Regions from separate parts of the Mus musculus genome. Here region 1 is linked to region 2. The links are chromatin contacts, called in public promoter capture Hi-C maps. All regions are on one chromosome and are shown on one strand. Each heading gives the region's core, a stretch centred on a gene start, on an enhancer-like site or on the middle of the called end of the contact. The rest is flanking DNA. Distances are from core to core; before and after follow the strand shown.

The links. Capture Hi-C pulls out chosen DNA fragments and counts their contacts.
Region 1: a contact with region 2 is called in a promoter capture Hi-C map of liver. The contact joins the promoter of Wfs1 here to the promoter of Tbc1d14 in region 2. A contact is called at or near these places in 2 of 39 promoter capture datasets (both in liver), 1 of 484 Hi-C or Micro-C datasets (uterus), 2 of 115 datasets of contacts at active chromatin or transcription factors (memory CD8 T cells and microglia) and 2 of 9 other capture datasets (adipose tissue and liver).

The regions. Positions count from the first base shown.
Region 1 is chr5:36,987,386-36,991,414 of GRCm38.p6, forward strand. It overlaps Wfs1 (wolframin ER transmembrane glycoprotein), which reads right to left and starts at 1,597. Exons shown (of 8, transcript NM_011716.2): 1 at 1,481-1,597.
Region 2 is chr5:36,580,015-36,583,734 of GRCm38.p6, forward strand. It overlaps Tbc1d14 (TBC1 domain family, member 14), which reads right to left and starts at 2,383. Exons shown (of 14, transcript NM_133910.3): 1 at 2,341-2,383.

The DNA of each region.
Region 1 (4,029 bases), core at 347-2,846, 410 kb after region 2:
GGGGACTCAGAAGTGGCTTGGCATGTGGCTGGGGGCTTTAACCTCCTTTCTAACGTAAGAAAGGTGGGAGAAAGGGTACCTTGGAGAGAACAGCGCTCCTATCCATTGCCACTGCATCACCACCAGGGACAAGGACACGTCTGGCATCTGTGTAGTGTTTCGGGGCCAAGATTGAACTAGGTCTCCTATGCGACCAACCCCAAACCTTCTGAAGGCATAAGGGAGGCTGGCACTGGGGTGTTCTACACGCTTGTACCTGGGAAAGAAGGCGAGGGGCATCTCTACCCAATCCTGCCTGTATCTGAGGAGGTCCAAGGAACATTCAGGAAGAAATTGGAACATAAACTCTCTCTAGATTCCTAGTTAGATGAAAAAGTACCTGCGAATGGCATCAGCACCAGAGAGACATAGGTCAACAGGTGAGGGAACTGGGGAGGTAGCCCCTGTGATCGCCATGGCCTTCAAGAGCCTAGGACATGGGTCCGAGTGAGGGTTGGATTCTAGAGAGGAAAGTCCCAGCCAACCACCTGGGGTCTTTGTCCAAGGTGACAGAGGAAGGGCTGCACCTGCTTGCCTGGGGGAGGGGGAGGGAATTGGAGGTGGGAGGAGGGGGTAGAGGTTCATTAGCTCTGTCCATTAGGTGTGTGGTCCTGTCCAGGCCCCAAATCTACTGAGCCTCTGTGTCCAATGGAAACTGTAAGTCCTACCCCTAGGACTAGGGGCCCGAGTACACGGTGGAGGGTGACAGTGTCAGGGAGATAGTTCCAAGAAACTAAAACGCTGTTTTATTGGACTCTCATATAAAGATAACTAACAAAATACGTTGAAAGGACGCAGCTCCATCACACCCAAAAGTGCAGGATCAGATTTTCCAGAAGGCTTCCAGTTCATCTGACCAGAACCTAAGTTCCTCTAGGTGCGGTGCATACCAGAGCTGGGGTCACACAATGGCCAGCAGGTACCTAATAGGGTGGGTAACTATGGGCGGGTCCCAAGGGTTCCTACCTCCTTTTCTGAGGACCAGGAAAGAGAAAGAAACAGACACACGGCTCCTGGGTGGGCTGAGCCCCCACGCGCCCCAGGAATCAGGTCCTTCATGGTCCTGGGTAGGGAGTCCAGGGATGTAGGTCTTGATGGGGCAGCTCTGGAGCGTGGGCAGCCTCTCCGACACGCTGTCCCCATCCGCAGCGCGGTCATGCAGGGAGATTTGCGGGAGTGCCGGGACTCCAGGGCTGAGTGAGAGGCGCACGGCTTGGGCACAACTGGCCCAGTTGGGGCAGTAGACGCCTCGGGCTCCGTGGAGCAGCGAGAGTCCTGGCCTCCAACTTCTAGCAACTTGGAGTGGACTTGGGGCTCTGCCACCCATCAGGGGAAACTGAGGCCGGGAGAGCAGCGCCACCCAGCGCTCCGAAACCCTCCCTGACACTGCGCGCCCAACGCCAAGGCCAAGGCCATGGCACAACGACCCTGAAGAACTTACCGGCCGCAGTGCTGGGCCTCCCAGCCCGCCGCGAAGTTGCTCCGAAACCGCGGAGATTGCAGCGGCCAGCTGAGCAGGCGGAGCGCGCGGCCCTACATTCAGCGCGGCCCCGGGAAAGGGGGCGGGGCCTGGGCGGGGCCTCTGCCACCCTCCATTCCTGCTGCGACCCAGGGAGACTCGGCTCGTTAAGTCGCCGGCAAGCCTGCCAATCACTATGTGCTGTCGCGAATCACGGAGCGCCTCGCCTTGCAGCGACTTGCTCTCTTGGGTCGCCAGGAGGACAGATGGCGGCGAGAGGGCGGGTCTGGCCGGCCCACAGCTTAAGTTTCCGAGTGGACTCGGCCCCGGCCCTGCCCCCTCGCCGCCCCGCCTCCAGGACATCTCTTTCCTGACCCAAGCTTGTAAGCCTGCTGCTTAACAGGTGGTTGGACCCAGGAACAAGTCTCGCGCCACCTTTGGCCCGCCTCTGCATCGTGAGGCCCCATCTTCAGACTTCAGACCGGCTATTACAATACTGACTAAGGTCGCGCACTTCGTGCCAGGCGCCCTAATTCCGACGCATTGAGATACACAGAGGACTCCCCAGTGTAGCAGCGAGTACAAAAAGTGTGTGTGCACGTGCTACCAAGTACTGCCTTAAATGATCAAAACCCAAACCCAAAAGCAGTTCAGCACTCTTTAAAGATTAGCCAGACGATAATGCCAGGCTCAGGCAGTTGGAAGCCCCTCCCCCCTCCTTTTTTTTTTTTTTTTTTTTTTTTTTTTTCCTCAGGAGTGTCTGAGAGGTGTGGTTTGGAGATCAAAACTACAGTCTTGTTTCCGTGCTCCTTCCTTTCCTGAACCGCACATCTCACTGCACCTGCCCCGGTGATCTGCACCAACAGGTCAGGCTGACAGAGACAGCATCACCATCTTATCAGGAGGAGGTTGCTCACTGAACCACTACAACCAAATACTTTGATTCTGCACCTGCTCAGGGTCTAATCTCAAGTACCCCAGCTAGGCTCACAGAGGAAGGAAGCTTATCCCAGCAGAGTGACTCTGTCCTGCCTCCATCTGGGGCCCTTTCAGAAGCAGAGATTTTCAGGTTCACCCCCTAAGTGTGGGGTGGCTGTTTCGGGGCGAGGTGGGGCAAGTTCAAGAAGCAGGAGCACCAGATGGCAGTGGCTTTTTCAGAACTATAGCCTTGCCTTACCAAAACAAGTTGCTAGAGCTGCTGGAGGGGTTACATTAAAAAAAAAAAAAAAAAAACTTCTCCCAATATGGAAAAGGAAACGTGGCCTCTGCCATAGCAATTCACATTTCCATGGTAACTAATTGTCTTAATGCATTTTCTGTTGCTATGACAGAATATCTGGGACTAGGTAATTTGCAAAGGAAAGAAGTTTATTTGGTTCATTGTTCTGGGGGGTGGGAGAAGCCAGGACCAGGCAGCACATGGCAAGGGCCTTGTCCTGCATCAACGTGTGCAGGAAAACAGAGAGAAAGGTGGGTGGCACCAGAAGAGTAGAAAACATAAGGCGCCACTCTTTGTAACTAATTAGATGACAGTAATTAATGCACCCCTCCAAAAGACATCAACACCCTTCATGGCCTAACCACCCATTAAAGGCTCCTCCTCCTCCAAACACTTCACAGCTAGGGACAAATGTCAGCGTCTGCTACTGCTAATGTAAATGTAGTTTAATTGATACATGAAAGTTATACAGGTATGTGGAGTACTGTTTGAGGAGCACACACACACACACACACACACACACACACACACACACACAGAGAGAGAGAGAGAGAGAGAGAGAGAGAGAGAGAGAGAGAGATTTAAATCAGGGTAAACATAGCTCAAGCATTTGTCATCTCTGTGAAGTTTTCCTTCTATTTTTGAGATTCCCAGCACACCACCACAAGCACAGGGCCACTTTATTATGTGACAACCAGAACTTCTCCCTCCTCTGACTCAGTGCCCACCTCCCACCTCTCCCCATCCCACCTCCTGCAAACCACAACTAATCCACACACCTGTCTCCTCCTCCTTCCCTCCCAATTATCTCTTGAGCATTTAAAAGTTCTTTAAAAACAAATTTAGTGAGTTTTTTGGGTTTTTTGGTTTTGCACTCGGCCCACCTACCCTCCGTCTGGGGTGGCTGGGGCTTGGCCCACCCTGAGAATTAGCATCCTGTTCACACTTGCAAGGCTTAGCACAGAGAGGCCTGCACTAGCTGGGCTTTGCAGACTCATTCTTTATGGCCTCTATGAGCATGCATAGCATGGTCATCCACTCCCGCTGGCCACTGTCCAGGAGGTCAAAGCAGCCTGGCTCTCAGGATGCTGTATAAGCTGCCACACCCAGAGGCCAGAATGGGGCAAGTCATGGGAAGGACAGATGGAATAAATCTTCCTGTGGCTAAGGGAAGAGAGGGTCTTATAAAACTGCATCTGACCACTCAGGGGGTCTCAGCATACAGCACCACACTGGCTTCTCCATGGAGCTGAAAAGGAAAAACGAACAAAGTCAAAAGGTAAAAAGTTGGGGGCAGCCATAGGTTTGCCCG
Region 2 (3,720 bases), core at 1,133-3,632:
AGAGCCTTGTCTTGTGACACCAGCCTCAGTCTGCATCCCACCTCTGTCTCCCTCACCTCATCTCCCACAGTCACACCTCCTTCTCTTAACCGTTCCAGAAGAGTGCACCCAATAAACCCAGGAGCAGCAGGTATTCGCCAGGTTCTCATTACAGCTGGGTCTCATCAGGATCACGGAGCTCAGATGTCAATGGGTCAAACCCACACAACAGAGCAAGCAGAGCATGTGTGAGGAGAGATGCTAGCAGCAGGAAGAAGCCCTGTGTGCACAGAGTAACTGCCTGGGCTTTGTAACACAAAGGTGTTAAGAGCTGGAAGACGGGGAGGCAGCACCAAACTTGAGTCTTAGTTTGGCACTGGCACGTAAGTGTGCCAAGACTGATACAAAATTTAGCTAAGTCCTTTTAGCAGATCTGCCAACAGCCACAGGCAACCCAGCCTCCCAAAGTCTGCCCCCAAACACCAGGACTCCCTCCTCAGTCAGAGGACATGAAATACTCATAGAATAGCCAGAACCTCCAGAAATGACAAACTGCAATAGTGCACACAGACTCCTACAGAGCAAATCTTATAATTCCTCCTGGAAGATAAAGATCCTATCTATGTTACTTTCAGAGAGAGGCAGTTTCAAGTTTCACTAGGCCTGGTCAGATGGTATCTCTGACATTCTCAGCCTCACTGGGGCTCCATCAGGAGTCTGTGCTGGTTAGCACCCTCTGGAAATCTAGCCAAGCCCCAGAAGGGGTGACAAGATCCTGAGTAGGGCTTGGGGCAGAGGTCAGGTTGTTCCTCTAGCCTACCAATATGCCCAGTACTGTGAGGGTCTCTAGAGATAAAACGGGTCCTACAGCCAGAGAGTAGAAGATCTGAGGAGGACATAACCCAGGAAATGAGTCTGAGTAGAGCGGGGTCTACAGTCCCTTCCTGAAGGACCTTCTGCAGTCCAGGACCAGGATAAGGAGGCCCAAGGTCAGAGAGGACCCAGTGGGTCAGGAGATTTAAGAGGTTTGGCAGTCTGAGAAGAACTGGGCATGGGGAGGAAGAAGATTTGAACACACCACAAAGGGTTGAGGAGGAAGGACTGAAGGGGACAGAGGTCTGAACAGGTCAGAGATCTGAGGAAGATACAGGCTCAGATCCTCAGAGCAAACTCGGTTGGTAGCCCACAGCCCCGTGAAAGTTGGACGAGCCAATCGTAGCCTCCGGTCTGAGAAAACTTTAGCAAGATTTGGGAAAAAACGTCTTAGGGGGATGGAGATCCGAGACACATCAGGGGTCTGAGGACCATATCTGAAGAGGCCAGGGGTCTGAGGAGCACCAGGATCTGAACAGGAGAGGGGTTTGAGAAGGACAGAGATCTGAATACCTCAGGGTCTGAAAAGGAGTAAAGGCAGAGATGTGAACAGGACAGGGGTCTGAGGACGCTGGCTCAGGGCGCACAGAGCAGACACCTCTACAGCTCGCAGCACCACATCTGAGGAGAAAACTTTTCACCAAGTTCTGGAAAAGGCGCACGTCGCGACAAGCGCTGGCCGAGGGCAGTCGCACGTCAGCCGGACCCCAGCCCTCCCAGCCGCCCTCTCAGACCTCCCTGCCTGGCCGACGCAGCAGCAGGTGGCAGCGGTCAGCCATCCGCAACCTCTCAGCTTGACCCTGCAGAGCCCCCTCAGTACCCGAGCTACCGCAGCTCCAACGCCATCTCCCCGGCCCGTGGCCCGCAGCCCAGGCCCCGTGGGGCCCGCAACTCGCTGGGCTAAGAGCGTAGACTCCGCAGATGCCCAGCCTCAGCAGGTGCTTGCCGGCCGCCCGCGGCTAAAAGCAGCCAGCGCCAGACCCCACCCCCGCCACGCCCACGCCACGCAGCCACGCCCCCACAAGGCTGCTTCTCTTCCCTTCCGCTGAGCCTCTTTAGCCCAACACCCAACGCAAATCGCTCGCTCCCAGGGCCTCAGGCGTACCGCCACGCCCCGCACTCCAGAGCCACGCCCCCGAGAGCTCACTAGCCACACCCCACGCTCGTCCCTAGTCACACTCCGGGGGACAGGAGCGTTACCACGCCCCGCGCTCCCTATCGCCGCCCTCACGCTCCCTAGCCACGCCCCCGCTAAGCTTCCACTGCTCTTCCGCCAGGGCTCTCGCCCCCCGCCGCAGCTCCGTAGAGCTTAGGAGCCTGCTATTTACTACCGCTGCTCCTCCGGCCTGCCAAGTATCCGTCCTGGGTTTCGGGAGTTGTGTCCCTGGCCCTTTTCTGTCCTCAGGCCCAGGAAGGGCTGCAAGGAAAGTTCCGAGAGAGTCACAGTGTCCATACCGGCACCGCAGACGCCTGGCGGAGGCCCCTTACCTGGTCGGCTCCGCCCGCGGCCATCTTGGAAGTGGGAAGTGGGAGGGAGGGGGAAAGCAGCGCATGGGGCTGATCCAGGCGTGGGGAGCCGAGCGGCGGAGCGCATCGATGGGACGCCCCTGTCCAGCAGCTGGGGGAGTCTTAACAGCCCACGGGAGTATTTAGGGGTACACGTGAGCGCAGGTTACAGATCATTGACCTTGGAATGCCCTCCCGGTATAGCCTTAGCCTGTCACCTGTCAAACGGGCTTTTCTGATCACTGTTTCATTGCGCTTAGTGCCTAGCGCTGTAGTTCGCCAACTTTTGTCTTCACTTTAATATTTCAGTATACAACGCCCAGCAGGCTCAGGAGGTGACAAGACAGGGTTCATCATCAGTGTGTTTTGAAAGTTGTGTGATGGTCTCGCTTAGGAACTAGAAGAGGCCTCACTAGACAGCATCTTTCTCTAGCCTGAGATACAGAGATCCACCTATGTATTAAAGGTGTGTGCCACCACACCTGGCTTTATGCACATTTTACCTTTTTAAGTAGCAAAAATTACAGAGACACAATCTATGAAAAAGTATAATTCAGGAGGTAGAAGTCAGCTAGAGCTGAGCAGAGTTAAGCCAGATGTCTATGGAGGATGTCTTCTATCAGGCCAGGTCATTGTGCTGCATTTCCCTTCCTGAACTCACCTGCACTCGTTTCCTAAGCCTCAAAAAGCAGAGACATGAGTGTTTGTTGGATCCATACAAAGGGTACTTGGGATGATTTGGGTTTATTCTAGGAGTTGTCAGACCCCGAAAATTTACAAACACAAACAAGCCCCTTTAAAACCTGACTGCATTTCAGCCAGGAACCATCACATGAGGCTGGAACCATCACAGTCCTACAGGAAGAGGAATTTCCCTGCCCTGGCAGGTACCTGGAAGCAAGCAGGAGGAAATCCATTTGTCTTGGTTACAGTTCTGTTTGTGCTAGCCTCAAAGTTGCAACCTAGAAAACAATGAGTTTGAACTCCTGATCCTCCCGAGTCTACCTCCCCAGTTCTGGGATTATAGGAATGTACCACCACTTTTGTTTCAATTGTACATTCATTTCAAAACATTAGGTGATGGTTCAACCTCTGTACAACTCTCTCAAATATTTTAAAATATTTTCACAAATCTGAACACAGTCCAGAGGAAGGGCTTACAAGACCAAGGCTATATCAAAAGCTATGAAATGCACACCGTCCCCAGGGATGAAAGAAGACAGAGAGAGGTTGGGGGATAGCTCAGTGGCCTGACTTCAGTTCCAAGGAGGGTAGGGAGGAGAGAAGAAACAGACCAAGAGTCGAGCCATATCTGAGTGTCTTGGGTCTGCACATGTGTTGTAACTTTTAAACTTCCACATG